2 separate regions of the Sus scrofa genome follow, and region 1 is linked to region 2. A link is a contact called in public Hi-C data. All regions are on one chromosome and are shown on one strand. Each heading gives the region's core, a stretch centred on a gene start, on an enhancer-like site or on the middle of the called end of the contact. The rest is flanking DNA. Distances are from core to core; before and after follow the strand shown. Region 1 holds the start of CNNM3 (metal transporter CNNM3). Region 2 holds the start of TMEM131 (transmembrane protein 131).

Region 1 (3,827 bases), core at 493-2,992, 530 kb after region 2:
TCGAGTCCCCTCCGCGATTCCGGGGCCTTTACCTCGCTTGAACTCCTCCAGGACGGCGTCCAGCTTGGTGTCGTTGAAGACGAAGTGGAGTGGGTGATTGTAGAAGCGAGTGATGGTGCTGAGTGGCGTGCAGTCTTCGGGGTCCACGAAGGCCAAGTCCTTGAGGTAGAGCATGTCCACGATGTTGGAGCGCTCCTCCTCATACACGGGGATGCGCGTGTGACCGCTCTGCATGATGCTGGCCAGGACGCCGAAGTCCAGCACGGTGCTGGCGTCCAGCATGAAGCAGTCCTCGAGGGGCGTGAGCACGTCCTCCACGGTCCGGCAGGGCAGCACGCCCTTGCTGAGATCGCTGTAGGGGTCGCCACCGCCGCGCGCCAGCTCCAGCACGCGCTCCCGCAGCCGCCCAGGCCGCGCGGCTAGTTCCAGCAGCTGGCCCACCGGGAGCGCCACGGGCAGAGTGAGCAGCACCGCCAAGCGGCTGAGGATAAGAGCGCGCGGCGCCAGCGCCAACGTCCAGCGCCCGCTCACGGCAGCCGGCACCACCTCGCCCACCAGGAACAAGAGCCCCGCGCTGCCCAGCACGGCGGGCACGGCGCGCTGGCCAGCCGCGCGGTACAGTAGCACCGCCAGCGCAGCCTGAGCCAGGCTAGCCAGCAGCAGCAGCGCCCCGAGGGCGCAGCCGGCCCAGCGTCTTGAGGGCTCCAGACGCCGCGCCGCCGCACGCTCCGCCTCCGAGCCGCTCTCGCGCAGCACCTGCACTTCGGCCGGCGCCAGCGCCAGGGCGCTCAGCTGCAGGCCCCGCGCCAGAGCCGCCAGCGCCAGCAACCCCGCCGCCCCCAGACCCACTGCCCAGGGCGGGGCCGCCTCCTCGGCCGCCTCGCCGCCCGGCTCTACACGCACGGCTAACAGCGCCGAGTGCGGGTGCGCGGACTCAGAGCGCAGACGCAGCAGCGCACGCCACTCGCCCGTGGGGGCCGCCGCGCCGCCCGGCTCCCCACGCACTGCCAGCCGCGCGGAGTGCGGATGCGCGGCCTCCGCGCGCAGGCGCAGCAGCGCACGCCACTCGCCCGTGGGGGCCGCTGCCTCGTCTGGAGCTGCGACCGGCCCGCCCTCTGGGCAGCCCGCCCCCTCGGGGGCCACCCAGGACCAGGAGCTGTTGGCTAAGCCCGACCCGAAGAGGCGCAAGCGGAAGGTGGCCTCCGGAGCAGTCCGCACCTCCTCTCCTCGCGCCCACCCCGTGCCTGCCGCTCCGTCCTCTTCCAGACAGACGCCCAGCACTCGAGGACCCGGAGCCGCCTCCGCGGCGGCGTTGCCCAGGCAGAACGCGGCGAGCAACCAGCCTAGCCGACCCGCCGTTGCCGCCGCCATCGCCTGCTGCCCCCTCTCGGCCTCCCGCGCAGCCTACCCCTCCGCCTCCCCCGGGCCAATTATCGCCGGCCCTGGCGCTTCCTCCACCAATAGGCGGCAGGCGGGGGCGGGCCCCAGGGTCGGACTAGGCTGCGCCGGGGAGTAAACAAGCGGCGGCGCGATCCTGGGGCGGGCCGGGGGCGTGGGGCTCTAGGCCCCGCGGGGCTACACCGCGGCTCCCTGGGCTGGGGCTGGCCGGCTCCGGGAGGACGCGGAGCGGAGAGCTGGCCCCCATCAGCGGACGTCTGGTTTCCCCCGGCCATCCCCGCGCACCCGGAGGCCGGTCCGGGCTCTGGGAAGTGCCTGGCTCAGGATTCGGGCCTCAGAGCGGAGTGGCGCTCCTGAAATTGCAGGCAGAGACTTCAGCGAATGGGAGATGGGCAGTTTTCTCAGAAAGCGCCCCGTGAACCACAGACCTAAAGGGCAAGGAGGGCTTAAAGAACTGGTGACTAGGCTTCGGAAGCTAAGGTTTATTGAAGACGTGTGATTGCTCCCGACTCTGCTATTGGTCTGGGTTGTGACACACAACCCCTGTTTTAAAAGGAACTTGCATTCTTGCCAGGAAGAACGACAGTAAATAGATAAACACACGAAATCACTACCTCTTTGGATCCTTGCAGCTACTTCGTGTTATTAATATATTGCACGGGAGAAAAGTAGGACTCGACTTGGCACAGATATCGGGCTCCAATGCGACCAGCCTAGTACCCTGTTCACCATCCTAGCCGCTTTAGGAGATGGCAGCTCTGTCAGGAATTACTGTACCTGGTCGTCCCACTTCTAGCAGATCATTCTTGGGAAAATAATTCCTAAAGACAAACAAGTGTTCCTCAGCCCATTATAATGTCATCTTGACCTGGTTGGAAGGAAACATACAGACTGCTAACAAGACTTCTCTATAGGTGTGGAGAAAAAAGGGCTTTTTAAGAGATTTTCTTTACATTTGTATTATCAAATTTCCTAACACAGTAGACTGTGATAAGACCATCCATATACATGTCATTTTAAATAGTCTTTACGAGGATTCTATAGAAACACATTGCTATGTTCTGAAAATAATATAAGTAAGTGAGGCACTGTGGCTGCAATTAAGTAAAATAACGTTGGTGTGGAAGGTAATATGCAAAATTGAGTAAACCAACAGAAATACTGTGTGAGAATTTTCAGAATAAGCCGCCAGAAGAAGCAATAATACTACTGAGCTTTTCCACTGGACTGGCACACTTCTTTTGGAAAAAGGAAATAAACTCAACCCCTTTGGTTCACACTTCTGTCCCCCAGTCCAGAGAAAATGCTGACACAGTGAGAATGGATGACAGGCTTGAAGTGAGTCATGTGCCTGAAAAGTTAACTCACAAAGAACACTTCCAGAGGCAAGATGGGGAAAATGCCTAGTGCATCTAGACAGGGCTCTGACCTTTGACAAGTAACTTTTCCCTTAGTCTCTGGCTCCCTTAGAAAACAACCTATAACTTATTCTGGGGGGAAGAAGACCTTTCGGTAGAAGAAAACTTTTGAAAACTTGGATCACACTTGGAAAACACAAAGGGCGATTTAAACTGTGAGACACAAAGACAAAGGATCCAGTAGAGGGCAAGCCAAGCTGCTCAGGGAGAGATTTCCTGTGAATAGAGGCCCCAGCACACACCTTCACCAGCTTCCTTCTTCCCTGGCTCTGCACCATTCTTTGGTCCATCGTCACAGCATCAATGGAGACTCTTGTCACCGGATGTTCAGGTCCCTCACTGACACTCCCTGGATTTTCCTTTCTGGTCATTTGGTCCAAGACATTTCCATGTTTTATCTGTATTTATTCTTGAGTTTTAAAGCTGTGACTGTGGCCACTGGCTCATTCCTGCTTCTCTTTCTCTCTCTCTCCCTCCCTCTCTCGTCTGCCGACGTCACTTCCTTCAGCTGGTCTTCCTTGACCGTCTTGACTAGGTTGGATCAAGGTTATGGGAGCAAAGTGCTCCCCTCCAACAGCATCCAGGACTTACTTTCTTGTAAGGCCCATTCATTCATTCATTCAACAAGTATTTCCTGCATTGAATGCCTGCGGGGTACCAGACACTGTTGTAGTGCTGGGACTACAGTGGAAATAAGAAAGATGCTGACCTCCTGGAGCTTCAGTTCTAGTGGGAGGACAACAGAAAATACACACGTCTGTACTTCTTATCTGATCATAAGTGCTATGGAGAAAAAGTAATCTGAGACAAGAGGGACTATTGCTAAGCTATTTTGGATGGGAAGGCTTCTTCAAGGAGGTAACATTTGAACAGAGGCTTTGATGCAGTGAAGGGGTGAGCCTCAAAAAGACCTGGGAGAAGAGAATGTTCCAGGCGGAGAAGACAGCCTGAGAAGTTGGTGGCACATGGCACACAGCAGGGGCTTAAACATGTGTGGAACAGAGGAATGAA
Region 2 (4,178 bases), core at 1,281-3,780:
TGGCTTATGTTTTATTTATTTGTTTATTTTTGTCTTTTTAGGGCTGCACCCGAGGTATATGGAGGTTCCCTGGCTAGGGGTCCAATTGGAGCTACAGCTGCTGGCCTACACCACAGCCACAGCAATGCCAGACCTGAGCCACATCTGCAACTTACATCACAGCTCACGGCAACGCCGGATCCTTAACCCACTGAGTAAGGCCAGGGATTGAACCCACATCCTCATAGATACTAGTCAGATTCGTTTTCACTGCACCACAATGAGAACTCCCTAGTTGAATAATTTGCCTAGCATCAGACAGCTATTAAGGGCAGGGCTGGGGTTTAAGTTCAAATTCATCTGTGTCCGTTTTAACTCTGCTTTCCAGAGTAGTTTACTAACCTGGGTAGAGAACAGAGTGAGTAGAAGGGAAGAGCCCTGATAATTTGTAGTTCCCCCCACGTATCAATTTAGTGCAACAGTCTCAAACTTGAGCGTGGAGCAGAATCACCCAGTGGTTTGTTAAAACACAAAGTGCAGGACATCAACCCAGAGTTTCTGATTCCTCCTGTCTGGGTGAGAGTCAGCCAATTCTCATGCCTGACACGTTCCCAGGTGATGCTGATGCTGCTGGTCTGGGGATGATACTTTGAGAACCACTGGTTTAGCTGGTTTTCCCTGATTCTGCCAGCTCAATAGCCTGCCTCCACCTGCCAAATGCCCAGGGCTCTCTAATTCCTAAAAGGAGTTTAGAGAGGTCTATCGCTAATCAGAGCTTTCAGAGGGTCCTTGGTGATAGTCCTTTCAGTTTTAACCCCTAGTTCTCTCCATCCCAAGGTACTTGGCTGTCGGGAAGAGAGGATGATGTGGCAGGGGGATCGGGGCGGGGTGGGGGTGGGGGTTCAACTCCAGCTGCTCTCCAACACAGCTGTACCAACCTGGTCAGTAAATTCTTCTTTTATTATTATTGTCCCAGAAGTTTCATTGTCCTTTCCTGGGAACAAACTTCCATTATCACCCCTCCTGCTCCCAATGGAGGTTCAGGGGAGGTTCAGGTATGGTGGGCTCTAATTACGACACAGCTATTGGGGGTGGGAGGCTTGAAGAACAAGAATACAAATGCTTACAAATACACAATTAGATGCAAGGCCTTGGAAGAAACTTGTGCCAGAGAGGGGCCTTAAAGTAAGCTTCATTAGCTTCATGGGAAATCTGCCTTCCATCAAACATGTCTGTATATGTCTAAGCTCCAATTATAGATATAAACTCAGTTCTCATGGGGCTCTAGAGCCTCAGGCTAATCAAAGGACATGGTTAATTCCTGTGTAAGAGAACCTGAGCATTTCATGGTTGGAGAGGTTTGTCTGCCCTGAACCTGGCAATGGGGGAAGGACTGCTGACTCCCAGTGCTGCACACTGGAGGTAAGCTTGGACCCAGCTAAGGCATTCAGTGACTTATTCTTGGGCTTGATTTCTTCAGTGAGTTAAAAAGCTTTCCAGAAATCTCTTGCCTTAGGCCTACAAACATGGAAAACCGAACTTAGATATATTAATTATCCCTATTTAATTACCTCAAGAACAGCATTTGATTATTCAATTTTGACACTAATCATCAGAAAAATATAATGGCTTTTCAAAATCAGGGTAAGGCTATTAAAATATACAAATTTATTAAGTAAAATAAAGTGCTCCTGACAAAGAAGACTACTGCATAGGATAGTACTTTGGGTTTAAGTCTTCCTGAAATTTTATTTTCCCACGTAGCTTGGTCCGAGACTTATTAGGGGTGGACTTGGCCTTAAAAATACAACGATTCACTCAACAAATTCTGCGAAGTGTTTAAGGAGGTGGCTCAGGAGTTAGGGGAAGTTACTAAAATAGTTACTAAGTTAGGAGTTAGGGGAAGTTACTGATTAAAGAGGGACCACGTAGAGAATAGCCACGCCCACCAAGAACCTCGACCTAAAATGGAAAGGGCATCTAGGAGGCATGAGGTGACTTCCTGAAGGAGACTAAAAGAGGTGGCCTTTGAGTTGGGCTTTTTATGTTAATAAAATGTCTTAAGAATACTTCCAAGCCGGAGAAAGCCAGCATAGCCACTAGACGTATTTCTTAAGTACAATCTGCCTTCCACGGTCACTGCTGCACCCCCATCACACACAAAGCAAAGAGTTTTTCCCGTATCAAAGTTGGCACAATCCAAGGTAAGGAGGATTACATTAAGCGTTCCTCGGTGCTGTGTCTATAAGGAAACAAAGACGAATAGAGCAGGTCCCTGTCCCCAAGACAGCACCATCAGGCACTGAATCAGGCCTGGGGTATTCTCGAAGCGACTGGGAGGCGGAGGTGCGGCCAGGAGTAGTCACTGGATAGGATTTTCCGCGCTGGACCACGAGGTCCGGATGCGCACTCATTCCCCTGGAAGGCTCTCGCACTGCAGTACCGGAGATGCAGGGGTTTGTTCCGACCTCGGAGCAGCTGCCCAACCTCCCCAAGCGCCCCGCAGCCCCGCCCCCGCGCCAGGGCGGCTGCGCGGCCAGGCCTCCCCGTCCCCACGTGATCTTCGTCACTGGCACTGCGAAGCATGAGCCGCCATCACAAGTCCTGGCGGCTGGGCCCTGGCCTGCCTCGCTCATTCTCCTCCTCCTCGGCGGGGTAGCGGTGACGGGTTGGGGTTGTGCTTCCAGTGTCCCGTCTGGCCGCTGAAGCCGCGGGCCTCCAAGAGCGCGAAGGGGAGGTCGGACCCGCGGACTCCCGAGCGGATAGACCTGCTTGCTGTCCAGGTGACGGCACGGCGGGGGCGGTGCCCGGGGCCGCGCCCCGCCCCTCGCAGGCCAGCGCCCAGAGCCCGCGGCCCTTGCCCGTTTCCAGTATGGCCGCCCGCCGCGCTTGACCCGCGGCCTCTCCGCTTCGACTCTTCGTAGGCGATGCCGAGGCCGAGGCCGTGACTGACACTCTCGCTCGCACGCACGCACGGACCAGACCCACGCCCGGAGCCCGAGCCCTGGGCCCGGAACTGCTCTCGCTCCCGGCTCCACGGCCAGAACCCGGACCACGGCTCCCGCGCCGCCGCCTCGCCGAGAAGGACCGCGCCGCACCTCGAGCGCGGCGGCCCCCGGCCGGCAGGGATGGGGAAGCGGGCGGGAGGAGGAGCAGCAGGAGCCGCCGCCGTCTCCACGTCTGCCGGGGCTGGTCTGGAGCCCGCGGCCGGCCGCGGCGGGGGCCCCCGGAGTGCGGCCGCTGGCCTCCTGGGAGCACTACACCTGGTGATGACTCTCGTCGTGGCCGCGGCGCGGGCCGAGAAGGAAGGTGGGTGTCAGCCGGCCGGCATCTCCTAGTCCCGGCCCCGCGGCTGTCACCGCGCCCTCGCGGAGGCCGCTGCCGGGCTGCGACCGGGGAGGAAGGGCCGCGGCTCCGGTCTGCGTCCGGCGCGAAGTTGCTCGGTCGAGTCCTGTCCCGAGCCGGGAACTTGGAGTTCGGGTGCCAACTCGCGGCGTTGGCCGCACAGAGTTGCTCTCATTCTCCGTGATTCCTTCCCCTTGTCTTTCCTTTGGTCTCCTGTCACTGCCATTTCAAAACTTCCCCGGTTCTCGTTATTCTTGCCTCTTGGTCCACTATGTAGGAGGGGCGTATTTTTAGACTTGATTGCTGTTAATAGGAGAATTTTAGGACTTTTTTTTTCTTTTCTTTTTTTGGTTGCAGCTTTAATAACGGCGTGGGAAGAGAGCTCACTTTAAAATGCAGTAAAAAATAGCGAGACTAGTGGAGAGACTTAAAACAGCTTACCAAATTTTACTTTGGAATTGTTAAAACAATTCTTGGGGAGGAATCCTGTTCTTTAGCTTCCCCGTCCAGTATCGCTTTGCAGTGTTGATTGTTTAGCGAATTCTCCCTTTCTCAGATATATTTCTTCTTAGCCCTCTATTAAGCTGTTGAAGCTATGCCTATACTTTTTTACATATTTTAAGATACATAATTGTTTGTCGTTGTCTTTAATGTGAAAGACTTTAAAAACAAATGGCAAGTTTCAAGTTGGCAAACGTTTTTCTATAATTTACAGTTAAAAGGGCTGACCCTTAATTTTAAAACTCTCGTTAGTATTGGATGACTGTAAAACCGATACTTTGTCAGGATTAAAAATTATTTTGTAACCTAGAAGACCAGATCTGTAATTTGGTTGGCACTACCTGTGTTTGAGC

The links. Hi-C and Micro-C count contacts between places; a contact is called where the count stands out from the background.
Region 1: a contact with region 2 is called in a Hi-C map of embryonic fibroblasts, with 1.7 times the contacts expected there. The contact joins the promoter of CNNM3 here to the promoter of TMEM131 in region 2. A contact is called at or near these places in 1 of 5 promoter capture datasets (liver), 1 of 47 Hi-C or Micro-C datasets (embryonic fibroblasts) and 1 of 2 datasets of contacts at active chromatin or transcription factors (alveolar macrophages).

The regions. Positions count from the first base shown.
Region 1 is chr3:56,810,374-56,814,200 of Sscrofa11.1, forward strand. It overlaps CNNM3 (metal transporter CNNM3), which reads right to left and starts at 1,743. Exons shown (of 7, transcript XM_021087264.1): 1 at 33-1,743. The coding sequence starts at 1,371.
Region 2 is chr3:56,274,600-56,278,777 of Sscrofa11.1, forward strand. It overlaps TMEM131 (transmembrane protein 131), which reads left to right and starts at 2,531. Exons shown (of 41, transcript XM_021087250.1): 1 at 2,531-3,288. The coding sequence starts at 3,108.